Linked DNA regions of Drosophila melanogaster: region 2 is linked to region 1. Evidence: chromatin contacts called from public targeted proximity ligation data. All regions are on one chromosome and are shown on one strand. The core of a region is the stretch at or near the end of the contact, and the rest is flanking DNA. Distances in the headings are between cores, read along the strand shown.

Region 1 (6,993 bases), core at 4,139-6,638:
AGCTAAGCCACTTCTGACTTCTGACTTCTGTATTCAGAATTGAGAAGAGTTTAGCATATGAATAAAGCCGCACCGCACCGCCCCAAAGAGTCCGTCCACTTCCACGTTTCGTCTCGTCTCGTCTGAGTTCGAATACGCATCTGAATGTGAATTGGAGTCCCATATTTATATGCAAAACAACAGAATCGATGATCCAGCATTTGCCTTGACCGTCAAGATGGGAGCGATGATGCCACCGACGCGGCGGGGCCAAACGATAATTAAAAGAGTGTCGTTAAAAATAAAATATAATGGACTTATGTAAAGCGATGTTACACGCTCCAACTCCAAAATGGCCACAAACGCGATAAGTCGGCTCACAACAAATGGCAGCAAATAAATAAAAAATCATTAAGATAGGCTCGCGGAACGGCCAGATAAGTCGACCAACTTTTGGGCCGACCCGTTCAACTGGGGATGCGGACTGGGGATGGGGACCAGAAACTAAACACCAAATAAAGCATTCGAATGGACCCCGAAGACAATCAAGCCGAGATGAAACCAGCTTGTGCTCTATGGGCGGTTCTGGCCTTTTGATGTAAGCCCACCACCATCAGTCAGTTAAACAAATTTGTATTTCCCAAAATATCCAAATAATTTGTTGAAAAATTCATTCACGACCTGCGCGCAGCAGAGACACTCGCACACACAAGATACAAAATCGATAGAAAAATCACCAGATTCAACAGATTCACCAGAATGTGAAGAAAAATTGGACAGGTAATTATTAGAGGTGTTTTCGCCTTGAGTGGATTAGCTCGGCTGGCGGGAATGGACACTGGCCCCCAATTATGCTAATACCACGCCGAAAAAGGCCGCTAAAATCCATATTTAAATTATTAACATAGAAACCGCGGCTGGGCCAACGCCGAATTCGGTGTCCAAAAGCAACTCCTAGCCAGATTGAACATGTTTAACATTAATCTTGACTGATAAATTAAAAAGGAATTAATTAAGATGAGCAATCACTTGTCAGGCCCGGAATGCTTTGATCATATTTTCCTACACACTTCCTATGGCTCAGATGTAATTAATTAGCGTGGTAAACAATACAAATATGATTACTACTTATAAGTCAATGATTAATTTATAGGCAAGGTGGCTTGTAGTCGTTAACTTTTATGTTTAAGGGATCTACAACATTTTTGAAAAGTGTTCAAATGCTTAGAAATCAGAATAGAGTATGTCAGTGTCGGCTCTCTTGCTCGAAATAATTCCCTAGAGTTTTATAAGTATTTTTTTCATCATTTTGACAGTTTTCGTTTGCTAGAAAATGAGCAAAATTGCTTTTATGGGGAACGTGGGTGGTTTCCCGAGGGGAGGGGTGGGGGATGCGGGCCTTCGCAGAAGTGTTTGCATTCAGATCACGTATATATCTTTTGGCGAAAAAAATTGTATTAAATTCAAAATAACCAGCTTAAAGCATAAGCACAGCACCCCAAAGTCACGCCCCGGCATCACACCTAAAATTATTTGCTCGTTTTCTGGCCTTTTTACTGCCTGTGGTTTATTTCTATTTTGTTCTCTGACGGCATTAATATTCCGACAAATTATTTGTCACCCCATCCACCATGCAAAGGGCTGCAAGGACACGCCCTACTCATTTGCATGAGAATCGGTATACAGAATGATGGTTATGTGTGGCATTAATCACGGGTAGACGAGCTGAATATTTTACGATCATTAATCGTCGTTGGTCACAATTCGATTTTCTTCGGGGTCTTCGGGGGTTATCCATCTAGTTTTGGGTGGATGGATGGTCATATACTCGTCGCATATTCGACAGCACCCACATATTGAGTGGTACTTTTTAAGCAACTGACAAATTGAGCATTTCAGTCATCTTTTCTCTACTTTTCTTATATTTTTCTGGTGTCACTGAACTCTTCAAATTTTCATCGTTATACCCTTGCTAAGGGTATATTGCTTTCAGTCAGGAATTTGCAACGCAGTAAAGAAGACAATCTACAGCCTTTCGCTTTTGATCAGAAACGGACAACCTTATCATATCATATAAAATGTCTAGCAAATCAATGAAAAACTAATCCCAGCTTAGTTGTTTTTTAATCATAATGCGTTCTAATTCGGTACACACCAAATTTGTGATTTGACATTCGATTTTAATTTGTTCAAACTCTGCAAATAATTACTGCAAGGGTGTATAAGTTTCGGTTTTCCGAAACTAGCATATTTTTTTGTTTTTATTTAAAGTAGACGAAATAAATTGAAAAAAGAGAACAGAGAAACACGCGCAAAGCGACGACGTACGACTCAAAAAAAAAAACTAAATAAATAAATAAAAAAAAAAGACAAAACGCGAAACAGAAACAAAAAGCAAGAAAATAAATATTCAAATTCTACACATTGTGAAAATTTTATTGTCGAAATACAAATTGGACGGCGCAGCCTTACTTACATGCATGTATTTCCCGACTTCTCAGATTCTAGGCGCCACGCGAAAAACTAGAAAATCTATTTTCGAAACATTCACAACAGCGAGTGAATCGAGTCGCACCGCACTGAATATGTCACAATTACTCATGTGCTTCTAAAATGCCAAGCGATGTGCATACGAGTTTATACATACAACCCAAATAGACAGTACATCCTATTCCCATTCGATCCCGAGGGGGTTACGTTGCCACACATGGCCCGTTATCAGTGGCAGTTGGGCCTACAGACTTCACCACTCGCGCACCCAACATTATTATGCATTATTATGTATTCATGGACCGGGGGATCGTGTCGTTTTTCACATTTTACATTGCCCGCCAGGCGGACGTTGATAAAATTCTAATGGCCTGTAAGCCAGCTAGCCAGTTAGCCAGTTAGCCAGCTTGCCAGTTAGCCAGTAAGCCGTGATTTAGGCATGTTTCCATTCACGTTGTTGTCACGTCCCGAAACAAACGCTTTTCACACCTTGTTGAGCTCTGTAAATCGTAGTTATGTGCTGTTTCCACCCAGGTCGTGTGTAACTGCAATACCATTTCCTTAAACCGAACTTGAAAATGTTTATCGAAATTTGCATCTTAATTCGTCGTCTGCCTCGCACTAATGGGCAAAAAAAAGTTCGTACCCAATCCTGTCTGGAATATGGAATATCAGTGACATCCAGACAGGGGCGTCTTTGTTCTTTATCTCTATTAGATATCTTTTATGTTCTTATCTCCTGTGGGACATGTGCTCCCGATGCTGCAGAATCTTTCGCTTTCCCGAAAATTGTTGCTGCAGAGCTAGAGCAAGATAGTGGCAACCTGGCGGAAACACACGTCCGACATACATCAGCAGACCCTGTGTGACGCAAATGGATGGATTATGAGTCAGCTAAAGAAGTGGGAGCTGCAAACCCAAACCAAAAGGAATAGTTTGATGACCAGATTGCTTGATATATGAATGCACTTCGTGGAGGCGCTCTGGCGCATTTGGATCGAAGTGCTTCGAACACGTTGCCATCTTCAGTCTGTTTGAAGCTGTCGAACGGTGAGGTTGCCGAGAATCCTATCGTGGATCCAACTTGGGATCCAGATTCACATTTCCGCTGCCGCGTGCGCGGTGCTTCGTGGCCAGTGAGGCGTGTGAATTCAAATGCGGTGGTCAACGCTTTGGTTGTCGCTTTCTTTGTGTCGCCAGTGGTATTTAATCAAAATCGAATAGAGAGCCAGAGTGGCGGCAAAAGCAACAAAACAAAAAAAAAAATGAAATGAAATGAAATGAAACGAAATAAAACAATGCGGCATACAAAACGAGACGAGCACACCAAAATATCGGCAAATCAACCGAAATTATAAAAGAAAGGAAAGAACTCGACACATTGATGTGGAATCAATGCAATAAATTAACTTAAATTTGGTTTTCGCTTGGCCAGCCGATTTCGATAAAGTAGAAAAAAAAGAGAGAGAGAGACAGAGACGAATACAAACACAAATAAATGAAAAATCGTTAAAATCCCGGTCTGCGAATTCGATCAGCCCACGAAATTCGATGCGGCGGACTAGGCCTCCAAAAATATTTATACTTATGTAGAGCTCGGATTTAGGACCTACCTGTCTGCCCAGCAGCGGACCCTTGCTGATGAAGTCCTTCTTGGCCGAGTAGAGCTCCGGCGGTGGTCCTTTCAGCGAATACCGCAGGCCGGACTCCCCAAGGTCGTCCGTCGTCCCACGCAGACAGCGCTCAAGGGCACGCTCATCCTCGTCGTCATCGGAGGCGGTGGCTGAGCAGGCGGATGATACGCAAGAGGAGGAGCACGCGAAGGAGGTACGATCCCGAGCACCGGGAGATTCGCAGACAGTGGTACTATTCGTGCCAGTGCTGTGACCAGAAGTTGTGGACCGCAGTGTGGTGCTGGGATACGCGAAGGCGGGCAGGTCCGACAGCAGGCGATGGCACTCGACCTCCTGGCCGCCGGCGGGCGATTTAAGTGAACCGGCATCCGGCATGGACATGGCGATGACCAGATAAGATAGCGATCTCCAATCTCAGAAATCCGAAATCCCAAATGGCACGTGCAAAAATGCGCGCGAAAGAGCAACAAAATCCACAGTATGCGTATATACGGCTATACGTATATCTTGTAGATATATGTATCTTTACACTTATGTTGGCTCTATGGCTCTTTGGCTCTTTGGCTTTTTGCTTATTTTGTTAATTGAAATGCGACAGTCTCGTTCCGTTGCCGTGGGCACCGCACCCGCCAAAAAATGCGAAAATACGAACGAACAGAAAGGCAAAGACTACGGCTCGTGGGTATTAAAACGACTCACACTTATGGCTGCGATTAGCTAGATAAACTACTTAGTACTGGAGCCATTGTACGATCTCATGATGAATCTTTTTGCCGAATCACAGAATTTATTCGCAGTTGCGGTTGGGTTTTGGCCAATGTTAAGCTTGAACTTCACACATCGCGCCGAATGCATTCACTTTCGAGCTGCACCATTAACTTGGCCACCGTTGGCATTCTGAGTTGCTGGCTTTCTTTTCGCTTTCGGCCAGCGGCTATTTTTGCAAACTTTTCGGTGGCGAAGGTTGTCCCACAACTGAGCACCATGTCAGAGTTCACAAGAACACGCCGATCGTTTGGCATCGGCATCGCTATCGCCATCTGGCCGACATGGCTGGTCAGGATACGGAATACACTGGCGCACTGGGATGAATACGTATTCAAATTCGAATTAGAAATCGCAACTGGATTAATATTACAAATGGAACTTTAGCAATTGTCTGATACTACCGCGCGCGCGCAAATAAATGAAACGGACGAGAACGAGCCGATGGACCAGACCAATGCTGCGAACCAGAGAATTTGTATCTGTATCTGGCGATGTTTCGTTTCGGCTCGCTTGAGTTCCCGCTGCGGACTGAACACTGCTCGCCGAACAGCAGTTGGTAGCGGACGTTCCGCCGTACCGCCAAGCAATCTGAGATCGCGAACATATATCGCTCCGAAAGCTAAAAGCGGTTCTCTCGCAGCTATATGCTGTACAACATACATACATACATATGTACATATGTATGTACATACTCGTATGTAGGCACGAGTATAGGGATATGGGTTTGCTGAATGGGCTTAGGATTTCGATTCCGAAGGAGTGTTTTAGAGAGATTAGAAATACGTCAGAATCATATCAGTACGCAGAACAGCCGGCTTCTCTGCGCAGAGAGCGCTGTGGCGAAAAGAGAGCCGAGCGCGGCTTAAAAGAGCACTCGAACGCTCTCTTAAGTGCGCCTCTGCTTACTCAATATTTTTGCACATGTGAGGATTAAGTGTGTGGACATAATTATCATCGGATAAGATAAGGTGTGTTAGCATAGTAACAATCTTTGCATCTAGAGTATCTGCCTTTTCGGATGAAATAATATAAATATTAAAAAAAAAAAAAATAGGCTTATGCTGCATGCTTTATTCAGTAATAGTTTTTAAAAGTAATCAAAATTTGTAAACATGTTCACACTTGTGTGATACCAACCAATTTGAGTAAGTATGTACTTGAGTAAATAATAAAACTCTTTTTACTTATGACTTATTTTACTAGCCTATGCATTACTAATCGCACCGAGCAGTACTAAAAACTTTGAATACGAATTCTTTTGAAATAGAGGATAAGACCCTGGGCATTACCAGTGGTGCACTTCCGGAAGAAGTCATTTCGGAAGAAAAAAAGGAAGTTGATGATCACAGAGAATGGTACAATGATGACTAGCTCATCAGTATCAAAAAAAATTCTTTTTTTGACGTAAATAAACTGACACGACAGCCTTTACTCAGAAATGCGACAAATATAAAGATATATCTAAATAATCTACACAAGCTGAACAAACATATCGTAATAGTTTAGATAGGCAAGTGTAACTGATTTGTCTCAAATTGGTATCATTATAAACAATACTTTATACTTTATACTTTATATTGTCTCATTTGGGCATAGAGTGTGCGACATCTGCCGGATCCCAGCCCATCCAATGTGGGTCAAGATCAATCTACTGATCGCGTCAGTGAATAAAAATAGTAGCCATTCGCTCCATTATTTGAACGCCGAGAACTCTTCCACATAAATGTCTTCTGTGCCAAATTACCATATGTAGCAATTGACCCTATTGTATACTAAATATTTTCTTTAATCAAACGCAGCAATAAGAATTAATCAATTAAAAGACCAGAGCTCGTTTGCCAAATTAAAGTATAGTTGGAAATTAAAAATCCATTTCGCCGCCGTGGAGGTCGGCGAAAATTTAAAAATATTCCAAAATACGATGATGCATATTCATATACTACGGATGTTGCGAGAATGGTGGACTAATGAAAAACATCTCAAAAGATTCCAGGAAGAGCGTTCTCCATGCAACCATGCAATCGGCAACAAAACGCTTGTTTTGTAATCAACAACAAACAGCCGGCATCCAAATGATGCCAACATAAAACAGCAGCCATAACAGAACATCTTACAAAATAGC
Region 2 (6,088 bases), core at 1,899-4,398, 400 kb after region 1:
TTGGCTGCTACAACAATGCCCTTGTTAGGTTAAATATCTTTAAGATATTACAAGTTGGTACTTAGATCATGATCTGTTATTTTCTCTGTAGAACAGATTCCCTCGATTCCGTTAGCCCCTGGGTCTCTGATTGAGTCGAATGATTTATGAGGTTTTAATCTGTAATTCACCCATTTCATTGGCTCCAAGCCGCGATGGGTATCAGTCTACTACCCAGCTGTTCACCGGCTTATGCTAATTCACTCATTTGTTTCCCTCGCCTCTGACTAATGAAGTTCACGCTTTATTAATAGGTTGTTTAACTGGTCAACTGGTCAACAGCTTGGCAGCCAGTCAAACGTCACCTGTCGCATTGTTGTGGCTATTTTTGGAGCGTAAGCCCCACGTTTAGTGCCGTATTCCCCCGTTCCCTTGGCATTTTTGCTGTCATCGCCTCGGTTCATGTTTCTTAATTACTTTTCGTAGCTGAAACTATGCAAATAAATCGACACTGCTTTGCTTTCCATTTTAAAAAGCTGACAATTTGGAACCGTTAAGTGTCGTTAAATCGATCATTTGGCTAATTAAAAAATTAGTTCTGATGGTTATTTATGGATTTATTCATCGGGCCAGATTGAAATATTCATTCATGCCTAAGTTTTGATCAAATGAAACCAGTTTGATGTTGACTTGTGTCAATTGTCACAAATGTGGTGCTAGGGTATTAATTAGTCGATTTTTATATCTTAACTTAATAGCCTTCTTCGCGGTCATTACTACTCTCTTTATTTGTTGACTAATATTTTTGTTTTGGTTTCTACTCGGTGGATTTTGTGCTTGCCAAGCTGATTGGATTGTTTTGGTTTGTTCTTTCTTGGTGCGAGAAATATGAGCTGCATATTTTGTGAGTATTTTTATATTTTTAGCTCTACTAGAAAAGAATGAAAACACAATTGAACGTCGCGTAATATCCATAGTTAGGTAATCGAAGGCGTAATTGTCGTGGAATTGTTCTCAAGATTTAGTAAAAAGCACATATGATTATTTGAAAATACGATTCTAAAGAGTGTTAGCTGATCATTAGTTGATTACTAATTATCCCACGAGCGCAATATCCATTTCAGCGATTACTGTACTCATTTGTATCACAACAGCTATGTGATTATCAATCAACGGAATTAGCCATTAACATGTTTTGATTCACCGCAGACACCAGAGACACGTGACTGAGTGTCGCCGCAAAGTGGCTGGGTGAGCATAAATTAAGTGCACTTTTCGTAGGCGTTTAATTGCTCATTGTGAATGAGCAATGTGCCAGCTGGAAGTGTTCCATTTACAAGGAAACTCTATACAAATATTTGCTCAGAACGTTTATTTGCACATCGCCCTTTTCATGCTGTGAAAATTCACGCAAACGAAAAAACCAAAACAAAACGGTGTAAATGAAAACAAAATGTGAGCAATGCTGAATATTCAATTTAGAAATCGAAAAACATTTGGCGGAAACCGGGCTTTGAAATGTTCCAGTTGAGATATTTTTTTTTTTTAATTGAAAGATACTCTGCAGAATCTGAGACTATTAAGTGCAGAGACTATGGTGGGTGGTGTGAATTAGTTTAACAATTTTAATTATTTATACTTAAGATTTCAAAAATCAGTTTGAAAAGAAATATATATATAAAGGCATTAATAATTTATTATACCTTTAAGCTTTAAATCTTTTCTTTTTCCCGAAATTTCTGAGTTCCCTAAAAGCGTTTAGAAAAATGTGAATACGTTTATTCTCGTTTAGAGCATTTCCGCCAGCAGAATAAACCGTCGTAACGCCTAACAATTTGTAAAGCAACCCATTCTCGCTTGGCAACATCAGCGGCAAATATTTTACAAATTGTATTTCAAGTTCAACACGTCTGTCAGCACTGTCGAGTTAACTTCCCTGCCCCAAAAGGGGGGTGAGGTGGGCATATCCCCTTGGGATATGTTCACTCGCATCGATAGCTTAAACAATTTTGCACTTTGCGTGGTTCTTTTTAAGTGCAATATTTAAGTCCGGGCCATAGCAATTAAACGAATCGGATTTGAAAAACGATTCGAAAAGTACATAAACCAAATAAAACATGCAGGTTGTGAGCCAACCAACAAATTTTGTTTTGCAGTAGCAAACACGTTTGGCTACTGCGACTGGAGTTTGCTGGCAACGTATTTTGTTTGCTCGTCACACAATTACAAACATTAAGAAGATGGCAAACAAATCAGATGGAATTTAAATTATCACAAACCGAATTCGTTTCTAGTAGCCGTTTAAATGTACGATCAATTAAATTCTAGCACTCAATTCATTCAATGAATAGTGCATTTTGCCATGGATAAATTAATTTAGAATTTAGTGTGTATAGCTGTGGCCAGCTTGTTCGATTAATCAACATTATTTGTTGGCATAGTAAACTGAAATGGTAAACAAATCCACAATGACAAACAAATGAATGCAATTCCATAAATATTGGGAAAACAAATCCAACTAGATTGGTCGGTCAGTCCGAAAGGTGTTCGGCTTATTGATTAACATTGATATCGATGCGACCCATGTGTTAATTGTGAACATGGTTCAAGCACTTGGATTCACTCAATTCAATTTCAATTTCACTTTTTTTTAAACATTATTATTTATATCTTGCTTGCTGCGGCTGCACATTTCTCAAGATCCAATTGTGCCTTAGTTATTTACTTTTAATTATGCGCTTTTTATCTTATCGCGTTTGTTGTTATTTTGTACAGCTGCTATCGAAAAGCCAATACCATTGAGCATACAGTGTAAAATAATTATGCAGCCGAGAATCGCAAAAGTTGCGTAGCACTCAAAACACTGAGTATTTGCGAATTTTGGAAAACGCGCCGCTTGCCACAGATTTTCCCGTCGAACTTTCGCTGCGTTCCGTGCGCAGTTTTCTGAGCGCTTCGCACACGCTCGACTCGCCAAACCGAACTGAACGCCCGCATCCGAATCCGAATCCAAATCGGATTCGCAGGCAGGCGGTCGTCGGCGATTCCGCCGCTCAAGTTGAACGCAGCAGTCGGCGGCGGCGTTGGCGGTGACTGCGGCAGAACTGCGACCGCGGCAGCGACGCCGGCTGCTGCGTACCTGATCTGTTTCTGCTACAGCTACATATATTAAAATAAAAAAGTTTTATTTAATTCCGAATTTTATCAACAATTTAAGCTTGACGAGCGACAAAGCAAAGAATATGGTATGTATCATTATCAAAAAAGTAATAAATAATGCAAAATACACTCCAGATAAGACTTCCGAATTTTATACATTTGAGATATTTTATCTATTTTCTGAACAATTACCTAAGCAAGCATTCAACTTTTGAAATTTTTCTTAAATGCACACCAGAGGAGACTTAAAATCTGTTTTATCGAAACTGGTTATCTACCTTTGAAATAACAGTGACTTGAAATGATTTATTAAATAGATACTACCTAAAGGTAGCTATTTTAGCCCATGTCTTCTCTATGAGAACAATAGAGTAAAACCATATTTTCCAGCCACCTTTTTCTCTTGGCTACTGTGTGTTACTTTTGAAAATCAATTCATGACTGTTTTCGATCGCAGATGAATAATAAATCATAATCAAGAATGAGTCTTGGGAGCTCGCATGTGTTCAACCTAAAAGCTGTTGGCTCTTCGCTCAGAACTCTGAACTCTCGCCGGAATGCATGCATGTATGTATGTACATTTATTCCTGCCCGTTGTCCATTACATTCGCAAATCCAATTTGAATTTCAACTACGAACCAGGCACACTCCTTTGCTCGTCTGCTCGTCTGCTTGCCTGCTTGCCTAGTGTCCTTGGTCCCTGTCGTCCTGTTCTGTTTTGGCTTAGATTACACACGCATACATGGGATGGATGGATAATACGCATACGCAGCGTGGTACGCATGAAGTGTTGGACACCGGGTTACTTTGGTCGGCAGCTTTCATATTTCAATTTTATCTCTGCCTTGCCACCTCCTGCAGCCCGTTTCCAGCACTTAAACTTAATAAATCACCGGGATGAGACAGAATTTTCGGAAGAGATGGGTGCGAATGAAATGCACTTGTTGCCCATCACTTTATCTATAGCAGTGTGCATTTTTTGTGTGAGTGCGCTAGGGTTTACTTTTCCATAATTGTTTGCCATACATTCGAGTTAGCAGTGCCAGCAATTTTCGGGTTAAGCCAGCTGCTACACGAGCTGAAGCTCGTAAAAAGGATTGCTTTGTGCATAAGCAATGGTGGCACTCATCCTGTCAGTTGAAAGGACATAAATTAGATTCTTCCGGCCACGCATCAATTGCAATGCCGGTCGCTACTGCAATTTCCTGTTTAGGCTGTCAATCGGATGGATTGTTGGCTCCTCGAAAAGATAAGCAGCTAACGACTATCAAAAGAAAATCTTTTTTTTTTTTTTTTGATTCCGGGATCGATGCCATTGATGGATGTGTAGGCGACTTAAGCCCGCTATGGCTTTTATGGCTCGCTATGGATTCAGTTGCTCCTATAGAAAATGGAAATTAAATTAAATTCCTATTCATTTCTGCCAGCCACTTGGCGCTCATTTTTATTTTCAGCGAGGCTTTTTACATTAACATTTCCCTGACGTTGCAGGCAGCTCGACAATCCATATAAATTGTCAATAAAGCGCAAATGAGTCAAATGAAGTTGCATGGTAAAAATGTTAAGCATGCCTCTGTCCACTGCCGTCGAGTGTCCCTCTTCCTTCCGGCGAATGGAAATGGCTGCCGACGACAAAGAATGAATGGTAAAAAAAAAAAAACGGAAAGCGTCCTGCGTGAATGCCGTTGAGCAGAGGGCAAGCCAAAGAATGCCAATGTTGATTGCTCCGGACAAGGACACGACCGGAAAAAGAGCACAATGAATGGCTTAAGGGACAAAGCCACAACACACTATTGCACTTCTGCCGCGCAGCATGTAAACATTGAAGGGAAATTGAATCGATTCTTTAAGCATTATTCTTATTGAAATTAATAAGTAAAGCGACTTAATGCCGCGCTGTATCCTGCTTCTTCCCGCTTATTGCATTGCGTATACGCCGCGTTGTCACCATTCAATATGCGGCACGCCTGTAGCTCTGCTTAAATGCGAATGTGCATGTGCATCCGCGTGTCATTGTGTCTGCATGCCTTTGTGTGCGTGTGTGGAACGCTTCGAGCAATGACTGTAAATGAAAACAACAAACAAGTCCCGGAATGTCTATAACAGCAGCAAAAACGAGCCTTACTAGCTGAATATGCAATACCCTTTAAAATAATCCTTAAAATAAAAAGGTGTGCAAAAAAACATAAGTAATCACACAAAGTAATTTTAAAGAATGTATTCCTCTAATTATCCTTAAAAGTTCCTCACAACGTAAGGAAAAAGTTGTAATATGTAAATCATAGGGTACGTGTCTTAACGCCTGTTGTTATAATGCTCATGGCCGATGTGCCACCCATTTTTGATTCAAAAGACCCATGGGCGTTATTTCACTTTTGAAAGTGTCACAACACCCTGCTGACTAATTATCGATTGCTCTTCAAGTTAAGTAAATATAAAATCAAAAATGTAGCAGTAATTTATGAAAATATTTGTATACTCGATAGACGGTTAATATTTTCAATATTTAAGACATTGTGTGCGTTTATGACCCTTTTATGACCCGCATATGAGTATTCCTCACATTTTCCAATAACTGCAATCAACGGGATTCCGTAGTAAATGGCCGAAGGACTGGGAAATCTCACAAACAACTCTTTTAAGAGTCGATGTCTAACACACATTTTATCGCAAGCCAAGTGTGGGCGTTGCTGTGTCTGGAGCAATTGTTCTACGGATTCCGGCCGGTGTGTGAAATCCTGCATATGACAGACGAGACAGCCAAGTGATGTGACTGTGTTTTACAGATTTAATTGTCTGAACAATTAAATCGAGCCCAGACGGGCACTTATAAATGTGCCAGCTCCCAGGTGGGATCTTCTGGCTTCCTTTGTTCAATTAGTACTATTAGAGTTAGACTATTTCCCTAAACATCCGGTTACTGGGCCACGTAATTACGGCATACTTGAGC

What was found.
Region 2: a contact with region 1 is called in a targeted proximity ligation map of the Kc167 cell line, with 2.7 times the contacts expected there. A contact is called at or near these places in 1 of 107 Hi-C or Micro-C datasets (pre-blastoderm embryo) and 1 of 7 datasets of targeted methods (the Kc167 cell line).

The regions. Positions count from the first base shown.
Region 1 is chr3R:15,470,805-15,477,797 of dm6, forward strand. AdamTS-A (ADAM metallopeptidase with thrombospondin type 1 motif A) reads right to left here and starts at 5,389. Exons shown (of 17, transcript NM_206496.2): 1 at 4,083-5,389. The coding sequence starts at 4,484. It also overlaps snoRNA:Or-ACA9.
Region 2 is chr3R:15,872,791-15,878,878 of dm6, forward strand. CG31183 reads right to left here and starts at 3,149. Exons shown (of 9, transcript NM_001300413.1): 1 at 2,788-3,149.